Linked DNA regions of Urocitellus parryii: region 1 is linked to region 2. Evidence: chromatin contacts called from public Hi-C data. All regions are on one chromosome and are shown on one strand. Each heading gives the region's core, a stretch centred on a gene start, on an enhancer-like site or on the middle of the called end of the contact. The rest is flanking DNA. Distances are from core to core; before and after follow the strand shown. Region 1 holds the start of H2aj (H2A.J histone). Region 2 holds the start of Strap (serine/threonine kinase receptor associated protein).

Evidence for each region. Hi-C and Micro-C count contacts between places; a contact is called where the count stands out from the background.
Region 1: a contact with region 2 is called in a Hi-C map of liver, with 5 times the contacts expected there. The contact joins the promoter of H2aj here to the promoter of Strap in region 2. A contact is called at or near these places in 2 of 2 Hi-C or Micro-C datasets (liver and muscle).

The regions. Positions count from the first base shown.
Region 1 is chr5:94,955,201-94,962,230 of mUroPar1.hap1, forward strand. It overlaps H2aj (H2A.J histone), which reads right to left and starts at 4,699. Exons shown (of 1, transcript XM_026414169.2): 1 at 4,053-4,699. The coding sequence starts at 4,613. The coding sequence ends at 4,224. H4c16 (H4 histone 16) reads left to right here and starts at 6,940. Exons shown (of 1, transcript XM_026414175.2): 1 at 6,940-7,030. The coding sequence starts at 6,949.
Region 2 is chr5:93,968,060-93,975,820 of mUroPar1.hap1, forward strand. It overlaps Strap (serine/threonine kinase receptor associated protein), which reads right to left and starts at 4,936. Exons shown (of 10, transcript XM_026391919.2): 1 at 4,495-4,936; 2 at 3,664-3,799. The coding sequence starts at 4,606.

The DNA.
Region 1 (7,030 bases), core at 3,449-5,948, 990 kb after region 2:
CCAATCCACTAAATCTTTTAGACCCCCCAACCCCCTGTTGGCTGTGGCTATTTTCCATACATTCATTTATACATTTGTACATTCCTCCTGGATGATTTATCTACTCTAGCCATTTTTAGTCAATCTTATTCTTAGATTCAAATTCAAATACAGATGCCAGGGTTGTGGTAGTAGTAGAGCTCAGTAGTAGAACACTTGCCTACCATGTACAAAGCTCTGGGTTTAAACCCCAGCAACATGCTCACACACAAGACAACTACAAGTTTTGTCTTTTGACCCCTGTAGCTTTGTGCACAGCCACTTCTCAGATTAACTTACACCTAGATCTAGTTCAGATGCCACTCTCCCCACCTGCTAGTGTTGCTACTAGGCTAACACAGGCACCTGTTCCCTGTTCCAGTAACACCCTAGTATCTCCCTCTCTTTATGTGTAGCTGGTTATATCATTACATTCTTTTTGAGCACGTGTTTCTACAACAGTAAATTTCTTGAAAGATGGCTACCAATCATAGATGTAACACATTAATATTGCTCAGTTTACATTTTTAATCTGAGTAGATGCACTTTATAAGCCATTAACTCTTTGTCTTCAGGGAAAAAAATAAATTCAGGTTCATAAGCTTTAACCATTTCTTATTCTTTTCTGTTATAAACTGTAGATGTTCTGTAATTAGTACAACAGACACTAAAAATGTTTCATAGTTTGCTATCAAAAAAGTCACAGGATTGTTAAATGTCTATTTAACTGTTTCCAGAGATCCCATAAATACTGCTACTCATTTCAAATCCAGTTTCATATGTAAATAAGAATAGCTAGTATGCATTTGGCACATTTCTATATGGCAAACTTAGTGTCCTCATTCACATCTCACCAAATCTCTCCCAAATCCCCTTGAAGTGAACTATTATTATGTCCATTTTATAGATAAAAGTAAGGTTTAAAGAGATTGAGTAATGTTTCCAAAGTTGGATAACTAGTAAAGGACAGAGGAGATCTGAACCTATGTCTCATTCTAAAAAGCTTGAGTTCTTAAACACCATGGTATTCAACTTTTCCACCACTGCAAGGGGCTTTGGGAAGAATTTGCATTCAGTGTGCCAGTCATCACCAACTGTGGGATGAACTAGACCTTTAGATTCTGGGCAGACAAAACTAAACTGGCCAGTTCTAAGGGACATAAAGTCAAGACTGGCTCTACAGGAAAAACAAAGACTAAACAAATCTCGGCCAAGTCACAACCTGCCACACTGAGTGGTTTGTCTCTGCAGGAAAGAGTATGTGTGCAAATAAAACTATGCATTGTATATCTATTAAAAACCTGAATCCATTCTCATCAGTTTAAATCCTAAATCTTCTTCCATATAGTCTCATGCTTGAAAAATTATTGCCTTTTTAAATTAACTTCAAGAACTATGGTTTGTTCATCAAGTTACACAGGCTGAATTGACTTTGCAAGAAAGTATGACTTTTTAACTGCTAGTAAATTGTTCAATTAAAGAAACTCTCAAAAATAGAAATGTTGAGGAGTTAGTTGAATTTTGAGGCTGGAAAAGTGTTTAAGAGGATCCTAAGAATCTCTGAAAGTTGGGTGGAGATGAAGGCAGTTACTATTTTGTATTTTAATCTTGCTTTTTGGGTAACAGGGTTAGGCAGATTGCTATGAATCATCACAGGCAAAGGCAGAGTGGTTTTTTTTCTTATAAATGTCTTGATGGCCTTTATCCTTATTTCTTCATAATTTGGTAAAGATCTCTAAGATGCCTCATATCAAATCTTGAGGAAATTCAACTCGAATGTCAAAAAAACTGACATACATTTACAAATAATTGATATTATTTATATATATTATATAATTGCTCTCCAATATCCATAGGTGTTTACTTTCAGGACCCCCTTTGAATACCCAAGTCTGCAGATCTTCCAAGTCCCTTTAACATATTCACATCCTCCTGTATAATTTAAAGCATTTAAGATTACTTATAGTACTCAATACAATGTAGTTGTTACATTGTTTAGGGAATGTTGACAAGAAAAAAAGTCTTTATGTTCAGTAGATTTTTTTTTCTAAATATTTCTCATTTGACTGAATCAACAGATGTGGAAACCCATCCATGAATAGAGGGTTGATTGTGCATGTGTATATATATATATATATATATATATATATATATATATATATATATATATATATGTGTGTGTGTGTGTGTGTGTGTGTGTATGTGTAAAATTACATAATTTTTTTTGCTTCACTGCCCCCAAGTGGTATCACCGAGAATTAATTCTGACAATTCAGTTTGTGCTGTTTTTTTTTTTTTTTAAATACTAGTAGCATGCTTATCTATAACTTATTCTGTAAGTGGAAACCTACCCTTTATAGGAAATGGTACTTCTTTCAATTTAAGTAACTAATATATAGCACATAGTAAGTAGACAGTCTTGATCCTCAAAACAGGTATCATGACTATTTTACATATGAGGAAATCCTTTGAAAGGAAGGTAAGGAGTAGAGTCAACAGCTGGAAATCCTGGAACAACTCATGGTGTCATTGGAATCTATTTCTCAGGTATTAGGAGGCAATAACTGCCTCCTAAAATGTACATGTGACATCTTTGTACAACTCAAAGATGACCACAGGGGAAAAGTAATTCCAATATCCACTCAACAAACAGCAAAAGACACAAGTACTAACCAAAGCTCATCTATAATATTATTTATTTGTTTCTTATCTTGTCCTTAGTACTAAGGGGGGTGGGGAGGAAGGGAGTTCCAAGAGAGTATAAGTCTGGTTGACCTCATTGATAGCTGTACCCTCATCACTTAGTACACAGAATGGCACAGATGTTCAATAAGGATTGGGGATGAAATAGTCCAGGAGGGAAAATGGGCCAGTCACTGCTATCCCATTTCTTACCACCCACCCTCCCCCCAGGACTACTTCAACTCTCACAGAAAAGATGAATCTATAAATGTGAAATCTAAGGTGGGATCTTTTTTATGAGTCCTGTGGGCCAGTATGAAGCTTGCTCAGAAGGATGAAATGGAAGGGTCAACCCAAGAGCAGAAGAGAATTACTAATGTTGAACTTTTAAGTGTTGAGTCTCAGCCTGCAATGTGTTTTTCCCTGTATTTAAATCCTGTGGCCTTACTTTTCCTTGCTTATTTATTAAAGTAATGCTGAGCCAGTAAGAATCACAATTCCTACAGGGTTACTGGAATGGGGTCATTACTTCACGGAGAACAGGAATTTTAAGTAAGTTATTTGTTGAGTAAGTGTAATCCTTAAAAGCCAGGGTTTTGTTTTGTTTTGTAATTGAGCAAAGTCAAGTCATTTCCCAAAGAGCCTAACATGGAGACAAGACCACTAAGAAGCCAACATTTGAGAAAATAATTTTAAAAGCTTGTAAGCATTTCTAAATCCAGATTAAAGATTCCACTGTTATGCAACGTGTCAGGAAAACATTACCACCCTCCTGACTCATACTTCTGTATTACACAAATTACTGAATGTTTCCTTCATTTTAAAGAAATGAGAACATAAGGGTGCTAGGTTGTGATACTTGACATCCAGAACATGAAAAACATAAGAGCTATTAAGAAAGAATCTTAAATTGATACCGTGTCACCAGGGCCACACTTCAAAGGGAAGTTACTCCATCTTTTGAAAATTATGTCCAGAAACAACTTCCTAACCGAAACCAGCTCAGCCCCATGATTCTCCTTATAGCTTAGTCTTGATCGCTTACAAATGGCTGAAGCCTTGGAAACGGGAAGTAAAATGCCAGAGTAGGCCGCACCGCACCTAGTCCGCCTCTCCTTTGCCTTAATGCAAGTAGGGGAGATCCCAACCCTGCCATCTCCAGACCACTGGAACCCTCTGGGTTACCCTCATCCTCCCTCAACGCCTCGAGGGGGATCTATCTGCGGATCCGAGCGTTCGGAGGGGCTCCAGCCGACTGACCAGTACCTGCTCCAGAGGTTTCCGGTCGCGCCCCCACCCCCCACCCCGGGGTCATCCGGTAGGTCCCGCGACTACACAGCTCTCTCGACTACTGGATTTTCACCGACTTTATTGGCTCCCGACTCCGGCGGGCTCCTCACTGCCCCTCTCCCCGCTAGATCGTACTGGCCCTCCATGACATTCAGCACAATCAAAAACACTGCGGGACCGCTCTGGAAAGAGCCTCTGCTGGGGAAGTCAGCTTTCCCATGGTGGCGTCAGGGTCACTTGCTCTTCACCTTCTGACTCTCGGTCTTCTTGGGCAGCAACACAGCCTGGATGTTGGGCAGGACGCCGCCCTGAGCGATGGTCACTTTCCCCAGCAGCTTGTTTAGTTCCTCGTCGTTGCGGATGGCCAGCTGCAGGTGGCGAGGGATTATCCTAGTCTTCTTATTGTCACGCGCCGCGTTGCCAGCCAACTCCAGGATCTCGGCCGTCAGGTACTCCAACACCGCCGCCAGGTACACGGGCGCCCCAGCGCCTACTCGCTCCGCGTAGTTACCTTTGCGCAGTAGTCTATGCACTCGGCCCACCGGGAACTGCAGGCCCGCGCGGGAGGAGCGGGATTTGGCTTTTGCCCGCACTTTCCCACCCTGCTTTCCACGACCGGACATGTTCACTTCTCGCCTGAAACTCCAGTGAGGGAAATCACACCAGCAGGATCGCTATGGGAATGCAGCCTACCACACCGAACTGCCTCTAGAAACTCTCGGTGGCCACTAGGCAACGCCTTCCTATTGGGCGCCCCGGCTCTGCGGGCCAATGACAGACGGAGTCCGCGCCCAACTAGAGAGCTGGCAAAGGAAACGCCTGCGCCGACTTCCTCCAATCAGAAGCGCAAACTTCTAGTCCTCATTTACATAGCCGCTCATACTAATACCCCTGGGCCTGAAAGCACCGCTGCAGCGGGCCTGAATGTGCTCAGTGGATGCTGAGTTTTTAACATTCACGCTTGCTCCCAGGAAGAGAAACCCTTAATAAATAAGATAACTTAGGCTGGGGATATAGTTTAGTTAGTAGAGTGCTTGCCTCGCATGCACAAGGCCCTGGGTTCAATCCCCAGCACCTAAATAACACGATTGGAAACAAAAAGAATCCGAAAGATGTCAAGTTCCTGTGTTCTCTAGGTGGATTTTCTCGTGTAATAATTCAGCATTTTTAAGTTGTCATCTGACTCCAAAGCCCGTGCTTGTGATAACACTGCTCCTGCAGCGAAATCACAGACTCTAGCCGAATTCTGCCTGCCCAGTACCGGGTAGGTTGCCTCTTCCTTTATACCAGCACCTTGCTTCCTTTTACCCAACAGTCTGGGGAGCTGGCTCCAAAAGAGGCTTTGTTAGTAGTTGGACATATGAACCTTCGTAATTAAACCAGTGAACACTGGTCTTCCCTCAAAGTTCTGCCGCTCACAGGCAGCCAGTCTTACCCTTCTGAGGCTCTGAAACTAAGAGTGATAGATAAGACAGAAGTGCTTTCTGTACTGGTGGGATAGGAAGAGCCACTGGATTTCATGCAAGAGATGCAAGCACAGTTCAGTTGCTGAGGCTTAAAGTCTTGGCCTTGGCTTGCTTTCTGTAGGTCCCAACACCTGGGCTCACGTCTTGATGAACTCCGGCCGGATCTACCCAATCTCAGACAATAACATTTGAAACAACGTAAGGGTGGGTTTTTGTTTTCATTACAAATTACTTTCTACTAATTATTAAGGTACTTTCATTTACCTTAACATTTGTTACATTTTATAATTACATGGCTATGTAATATTAAACACTTGTATATTAAAATAAAATTTATGTGGATTTTAGCATCCATGTAAAAGTGAAACAAATGTGACTATTCATTGTCCTACTAAAGATTTTTATTTCGTTGAAATAATGTTTACGTGTATTTATGTATATGTACCTTACTGGCAAACACGTGTTTTTGAAACTGAGAATATTGTCAAGGTTGAGGCCGTCATCCTGCACCAGACTGCCACCTCCAAATCCTGGTTTTACCACTTATCTTTCATAGTTATTTAAACTCTATACCCATCTCATAGTGTTTTGAAGTTTAAATACATCAGTGAGCATCCAATAACTGTGTGCTAAATTAAAACACATACACATCTGATGCAGATTCAACAAGATGTTCCTGGAATGCATTCTGTAAACTAGCATAAATTTTTGCCTGTATCATGGGAAATTTTAAACAAAATTTAAAAAAATTACTGTGGCATTCCTTTTATTTTAGTAAAAGAATTCTAACTTGAGTCAAGGCTTTACAATCAGGTTGTTTAATTTAACCACTCAGGATTTTTCCCTATCATACAGGCAGTGTTTTCAAGTCTCTTTTAATTCATCTTTTAAGGAGAGAGAGAGAGAACCATCAAAATATTTTCACTGTAGTATTTTTAAAAAGATAACACGAGTATCTGTAAAGTAATTGCTATAAGATGTAAAGTGTTTCTAGTTTTATTTATTTTCACTAGTTCATAAGCATAAGCTTATGGTATCATAAGCATAAGCATTCCGTTTGGAAAACAATAAACAAACAACAGAATTAGCCGGAGCTGAGAAGAAGGGACAGTCAGAGTCAGAGAACAAGCAAGCATAGAATCCGTCTGCTTTTTATCTAAGCGGTGAGAAAGGGCAATACAAATTCTATTATCTTATATTGTTTAAACCTTCAAATATAACACTGTGAATCCGTCTTCAAATTCATGGCAAATTTTTCAAAAATATTTTTAAAAACTAAAAAAAGCAAACAAAAGGAAATCGGCTTTATTTTGCTAACTACTTTTCTAAAATGGCAGTGATTAAAAGAAAGCTTCAAAGGCGGGGCCTGGAGCCCCTCCCACTTCCCTGAGGTCTTCAAACAGGTCCGCTACAAGGAAATATAAACTCCAACCGTGACTCAGACCTGCTCACTGCTGCTCTTCTAGTTTGACTGTGCTGTAGTGCTTTTGAGATGTCTGGACGCGGGAAAGGAGGCAAAGGGCTTGGGAAAGGAGGCGCCAAGCGCCACCGGAAGGTCTTGCGAGATAACATCC
Region 2 (7,761 bases), core at 3,686-6,185:
GATAAAGTTCAAGTTCTATCAACACAAGCCTCACACAAGTCATTAAATGGGCAGACTAAATGAACACACATACTCCCACACCGAACAGACCAAAAAAAAAATGAAGGAGTAAGTCTGAATTACCATTTTCCAAGCACCTATTTTGTCATAGGCATGATGCTAGACTTTGGGGATATAGCGGAGAAAGATGTCCCTGTCTCTCCACTAACCTCATCAGTCTTAGTCACATTTTACCAAAATAAAAACTAAAGTTTAAAAAAAGAATTCTATGATCAAACTGGAAATACACAGCATAGCTAGCACATGAGCATATATCTACTTAAGTCAATGCTTGTTAGATTTTTTTTCTCCACTTTATCATAGCACCCGAAGTCTTAATGAAGAAAAAGGCTTAAAAAACAAACAACAACAACAACAAAATACTTCCTATTTGATATTTAAATCTACTTGAAGTTACTTTCATGAAGCCAAATGGTTTTATGGCTTTAGCCATGAAGTTTCAAAATAACATGTATGATTTTGGTCTCTGGGGGTGATAATATCATTGTTACCTTATAATATGTAACTATCATTGTTACCTTACATATGTAACACTTACATAGAAAGTCAAGCAATGTTCTAAATATTTGAAACATATTAACTTATTTAGTATTCACAACCAATCTAAGAAGTAAGTAGCATATTATTTTAATTTTTACAGATGATAAAACTCAGAAAAAGAGGCCAAATGGCGTAAGGTCAGAGACATTAAATGATAGAGCCAGGATTCAACTCAGCCCACCTTCCTACCACCAGTGTTTGTGCTCTTAATATTGCTTATAAACACAAACACTGAGACCTGAAATGTTAAGTACATTTAGTGTTACAAAAATAACACTATTCACAGGCATGCTTTCAAATGTGTAATTCTTTTTAGTTAACAATGCCCTGTAAATGTCCTAAACAAATATAACTGTTCTTCTGGCTGCAAGATAAAATCTGGATGCTTTTCAAGATTCTGTCAAGTATTTAAAGTGCCACATTTTTCTGCACTCCCTTTCTCTCTTCATTTCAAGTTATTCCATGAGCGGTAATTCTTATCTATTGTCCTTTATTTCTTTTCCTAGGGGGTGACAAATACAATTTGGTCAAATGCATAAAAAGTCTTCATGGATCTTATCAAGAGACAGGCATCTTTCCTAACAAGCTTTGCATAAAAAATCAGAATAAGACCATGAAGCAGGTAACAAAACATTCTGCTAATGTAATTAGGGCCAAATAGTAGAATTGAGGTCAACAAAAATATATCTTGGCAGAACTAGAATCCAAAAGCTTACCTCTTTTAATGCTAATTTCTGCATGCAGAGCCCACTCCTATAACCTAATTATATTTTATATAAGATATCACTATTCTCTATTAGTTTATCACCATCAGTCTGGGACCTAATCACCATTATGAAAAATTTTAAATCTGCTTACCAGATCTGAAATTGTTGTGTATATTAATCCAACTTTCTACATTCATTATAAAATCAAGAAAATTCATTCCAATGATGTTCTTATTTAACTCAGTTAAAAACAAACTTTGAAGAAGAAAACTAAACCTATAGCAATCAAAGACACAAATATTCTATAAGTAAAATCAAGATCTATAATTCACTAAACCATTTGATTGCTTTAGAAAACTTTTTCAAGTTACTTACTTGGCAATTAAAAAGTAGTGAACAAACTGGGGATACTGAATATGGTCCCTGACCTTAAAATGACACTTAAAAAAAAAAAATAAGTGCTATAACAGTACCTGAAGTTTACTATAACCTACTATATAGTATAAACTATATGCTATATTCTAGATATAGTATGAGTACAAAAGCTGAAAGGGACACCTTCATTTGAACCTTCCAATCCTCTATAAGTCATCTTTCTTGTGTGAGAATCACTTTTACTGCCTATTTTCACCTCCCATAATCAACAAAGTGTTTTGACATATGATAAGTTAGTATGCATACTGACATTAAACACAACTTTTGACATGAAAATATTGACGTGGAAGTACTTATATGAAACCAGGCAGTTTCTTTTACCAGGATTATATATTCTAGAGGGCAGAGCATAAAGCATTACAATTGTTATATGTAGTGATATAACAGCAATTTATTCATTGGAGAGTGGAAAAAAAGTTCAGAATTTCATTTTTAAAAAAACTTTTCTTACTGATCTTTCTTCATCATCTTCGATTTACTGCTGTGTGGCGCTACTACCTTTCTCACCCACTCTCCATTTTAAAACTTTATTTTAAAATTTACATATGATAAAATTGTATGTCCTGAGTTTTAACCAAGTACACAGTCATGTATCTACCAAAATCTTTGTTTTTCATGCTAAACTTATTATGTTTAATTTGCTTAAAACAAAGGAGTAAACTCATTCACAATTACTCCTTAGTGTGAAATTCTGTTTAAAGAGAGGGGGAAAAAAAAAAAGAAGAAAGATCACAAGATCACTTTTACTCTCCAGGTTTTCATGCCTAATGAAGTTTATGTATGTCAATTGCTTTTGATATTGCCTTCATTAGCAAACATTAAAGCGTCCATGCACACAGGCAGCAACTAAAGATACCAAATTATAAAAATATGACATGTGTCCAAAAGAAAGGAAGGTCATGCAAGTCAGATTAATAATATGTGCAAAACAAAAAGTAATAACAAAGTGCATTACAGTAATAGTACATTTAGTATAGCTAGACTGCAGAGTTTACAGTTGCAGTGCCTGGAAATGATGCTAATGTATTAGGATAAGACCAAAACATAAAGTGCTAACAACTAAAATTTGTCCCTTATGCTGATGGTTCTAAGGCTGCATACATATAACCTAGAGGAAGTTATGAAAGGAAAAGAACCAAATGGTGACTCCATCCTCAGATCAACTGTATCAAAATTTCAGGGACACATGCATTTGATATTTTAAAAGCTCTCCAAGTTATGCTAATATACACCCAAAGTCACAAACTGCTAAAATGGCAAAGGGAAAACAAGATCATCTGGTAAGCAAGTGATGTGATGAAGTTTGTTCTTAGGAAGTCAACTGCAAGGGATATGGAAGATGAATAGAAGGTTAAGAGACTAGTGGGGGCAAGTAAAAAATAAAACTAGAACAAAAGTAATGGAGAAACACTATAGTCAGCAGATATTCAACTGGTAAAATAAAAAAATAGATGATAATCTGAAAGAAAGGAAAATTAAGAATTCTATCTTTAAAAAACAAAAAAGTAGTTAAACAAAAAAAAAAAACAAAAAAGTAGTTAAATTTGGGACACAGTATGTCTAAATCTAGTTAACGAAGCAAGTGAAATAAAAATCTGGGACCATTAATATATATTACTAAAAAGGACATGTAGAGATATATTTGTAAAGGAGATCAACATTTCTCATCTGGGGTGCTTAGTAATTATGCAGAATCCTGCTTCAAAGACATAAAGAGCAAGTCATCTAAGCCTATGAAGCTTTTGAGAACCAATGAAGACAAACAAATATATAGAAACAGGATGGAATCTTGGTAAAATTTAACATCATGAACTCTATGTGGTAGGTAATGAGTCAGAATTACATGAATAACTGAGGTTGAAGATTTTTTTTCAGGACACAATCCACAGGGAACAAAGTTAGCCATTTTGGTTACACTTACGCTGTGAAATCTGCAGCTGCTGTAGCAGCTTTGGTGGCATCCTTATTCAACGTTGCACCCCAAACAGCACCTTTATGACCCAAAAATGTTCCAATCCAGTCTCCTGTGTCTCCCTGGCGTAACATAGGTTTACCATCTAGAAAATGTTTAAAAAGAAATGTGATTTTAGAAATTCAGACTACTTGAAATCTAAGATTCGAACGTCAAATTATTATATTGAATAGCAAGTGAAAAACCTGTTTGTTTTGTTGCTGTTAATTCCAACTCATTGTGGTCACTAAAAAATATCTAAAAATAAATAAACTTAAAGAGTTGAACCAGTCATTCTCTTTGGGAAACGTGATTGAGTGAGAATACGGATCTGAGTAAAAACAATCTAGACCTGAGTCTTTTATTTTGGACAAACGAACTTAACCTCTCATCTCCCATTTGAAAAAATGAGGCTAATACCACGAAAAAATATTCAGAGAAAGAGCTAACATCTTTGTAAGGAATCGTTCGTTCTGGCCTAATTTCTCCCTTTCCCTAAATCATTGAAATGTATTTACAGTGGTTCTTGTCCAGAGAGCCTAGAAAGGTGCAGCCCAGCTTCCCCAGAAACAGCAATAAAAACGAGGAGGGCTCAGTTGGCGGGTAATACTAGTCAGAGGCGTCAAAAAGAAGGCCCCTGGGCTACAACTGCGGATTCCATAACACAACTCTTTTCCCTATCAGACCAGCGTTGGCTCCCACTTCAAACGTTAATATCCTCACCAATCATAAGGCCCTGGGGAATGCCAGCCCCACTCACTTACTGCCCAGCCCTAGGCGTCTGCTAGTGGCCTTGCTTACCTTTGCAAGCACTGATTAAAAAATACCCATAAGGCGTGATGCCACTGAAGGCCAAATCAACCACCGGCCGCGTGTGGCCAGAGCAGGTGAGCGGCGTCTGTCGCATTGCCATGGCGGCGGCGCACCCGGCGATCCGGCTGGTGAGTGGAGGGTCGTAGTCCTCTTCTCCTCAGCTGCAGCGCCTCCGGCTCCAAAAGGCCCCCCGCCCTGACACTGGGGTTGGGCCAGGGAACAAGAAAGGGAGGCCAATCCGGTGGCAACGAGGTCAGGAAGGGGTTAGGGAGGGGTCAGGGAGTCAAACACCGGCTACAACAGTGGCCGAGGAAGGGAAAGGGAGGGAGGGAGGAAAGTAGGGGAGGGAGAGAACCGGAACACCGGCCCAGCCACGATCTTCACCGTCCACACCGGTATCGGCAGGAAGTGACGATACCAATGACGCACAGCGTCCACCGGAAGTGACGATCTGGCGAGACGGCGGGTTTGCCAAGTAAAAAGCTTAAAGGAGCAAAGAGGGAATACGCAGGCGCGAGTTCTGCACTGGGCGGCACTTGAAGCTGGCCGTATGCCAACCGCGGAGGCGCCTGGAGGGGTTCTGAGCTATGGACCCCAGTCTGTGCTGCGGAGCTCCAGTGAGTGAGAACGTTCTTGCTGTCCTGGAGCGGAATTCGCAGTGTCCAGAACTGTTCCCACGCACGTCTCCTGGACTTGGCTGCCGCTGTGGACTGTGCGCAGAGCGGTCCCACTGTAACCGGCTTCCTAACTGCTCTACAGAAATCGGAGCAGTACCTAGAAACGGCCCAGACCAGCGCACATTGTCTTAACTTGTTTGATTTTTCTTATTAAAAGAAATAGGGCCAGCTCCTCTGGGATTGTCTGCAACTTAACGACCCTTAAGGAAAATAATTTCCCTAGCCATCCCTTCTGAAACTTTCCGTTTTTGTTAGTGTTAAACATGAATGCTAGTGGTTTTAAATACAGTTCAATACTTTTGTTCCCCTCCCAGAGAACTATAGTAGTGGACCCTCAGTTTTTTTGATGAAATTCTCGCATCAATAAATTTTGAACCCTCACTCCAATGTTTGGATGATAATTTGCAAATTATATGTACACTATAATACATAGACCAAAAATAGAAACGAAAGGACTCTAAAATAAAGTAAACAGAAACTCTGGTGTTGTTTGCCTGCAGGCAGCCCACTGAGGGGATTACTCTTTTGTATAACCAGAACTGTGCATTGATAGCTCAAAGTTTTCCTTAGCAGGGAAGACACTCACTCTGGGCAAGTTGTTTCTTTCTTGCCTTAATGTTTAAAAGTAAGCACAAAACAGAGGTTATTGTGTTTGTTCACTATTTTATTCCCAAGACCATAACATTTCGTGTGTATGCACCAATATTTAACACAAATAACTGAATATTTCTTTTATCTTTTTGAGATGAACATGTATTGTTACTGATTAACATCTGTCCTTCAAGATTCAAGTCAAATAACTTGAATGGGAATTTGGAATATGTCTCCATTCTATTTCCTTATCACTTTCTATTTCCTTATTCACTTACAGTACAGAATTATGTTTTTCATTATCATCTGTTCTTTTTTGAGCCAATCTCACTCCATTCTTCCTCCCCCCCCATACACACACACCACTTACACATTTAAGTAATGAACTCCACAATGTCAATGATTTACTTCATTTATACCCTGGGGTGAGGAAGAATGAATGACATGTAGTAAGTATTCAACAAATGATTGTTTACTGATTAAATAAAATTGCTATATTACTGAGGGAGGTAAATTAATAAAAGGTACATTCAAGTTAAAACAAAAACTGAACAGTTAGATATCAGTGTATATTCATTTAGTGCTCATTGTCTATAGATAAAAATATAACCTATAATTATGTTTCCTACTTTGGCTCTAAAGACTGTATTATTTCTCCCCTATTTAGATTTGAGTGCTAAGAGTGTTAGGTATCATGACCAATTGTGTGTCCTTCAGGGTCAGTTTAATATTAGGAGATGTTAAATGCAATTAATATAATAAACCATGTTAAAAATGGAAGCAAAAAATAATCACATCGATAGATGTGTAAAAAAGTTTTTGGTAAAAATTAGCATTCATTCATGATAAGAACCCTTAGGAACTAGAAATAGCAGAGAGTTTCCTTATCCTAAAAGAATATTTGAAAGAAACACCACACCCTATAGTGAAACACTGAAAGTATTCTCTCCTAGGGTAGGTACAAAATGAATGATTACTGCTACTACTTCAATACAAAACAGTATTAGACATCTAGATAACCCAGAAAGGCATAAATGTTGAAAGAAATTTATAAATCTGGGATTATAGAGATTATAAAATGGGTTAAAAGATGGAATACAGAAACAAAGAAAATGGGGGAAAGTTTAGTAGAAAGTACTAGAATTCATTAAAGTTAGCAAGGTTACTGGATTTAAAAAAATAATGAAGATATCTCTGTACCTTAATAACAAACACAAAATGAAGTTGGGGGACAGTGCTGGGGCTTGAACTCAGGACCTCAGGCATGTTCTACCTCTTGAGCTATAAAAAAATGGAATTTTAAAATGTGCCATGTAAGTCAGGTATGATGGTGCATGCCTGTAACTCTAGCTACTCAGGAGGCTGAGTCAGGAGGATCACAAGTTTGAGGCTAGCCTGGGAACCTTGTCTCAAAAAAAAAAAAAAAAAAAAGAGCTGGGTTTTTGGCATAGAGGTAGAGCATTTGCCTACCATGCATAAGTCCCTGAATTCAATCTCATGTACCACATAAAAGAAAGAAAGAAAAATGACACAGTGAAATGCAGAAATGAAAACCAACCACAAAGAACTCCAGGGAGAAAATGAGCTACTAACCGTAGATATGAAGGGCTAGCTGAAAGGGACAAGGCTATCTGAACTTGAATTCACAGAAAAGAGCCATAGTTGCAGAAGTAGGCTGCTCCTTGACAAAAGCTGAGATAATGAGTTATGAAGACAATAACTGTTTACCATCATCATCCCAGCAGTGGGGTAGAATCGGGGGAATGAATATCTGTAAATCTGCCCACGCTTCCTGTTGTTAAACCTATTCACAGACTGAATGGCAAGGGAGCCTTTTGATGGAGTCCATATATATCAACCTTACAGGACACGCACCACAGTGCAGAAAGGAGGACAGGGTGTTCAGAGCCCTTTGGCTAAGGCCCCACTCCAGTGGTGCCAACAGTTCAGGCTAAGCCATCTCTCCCAATATGGGGGATTTGCATTG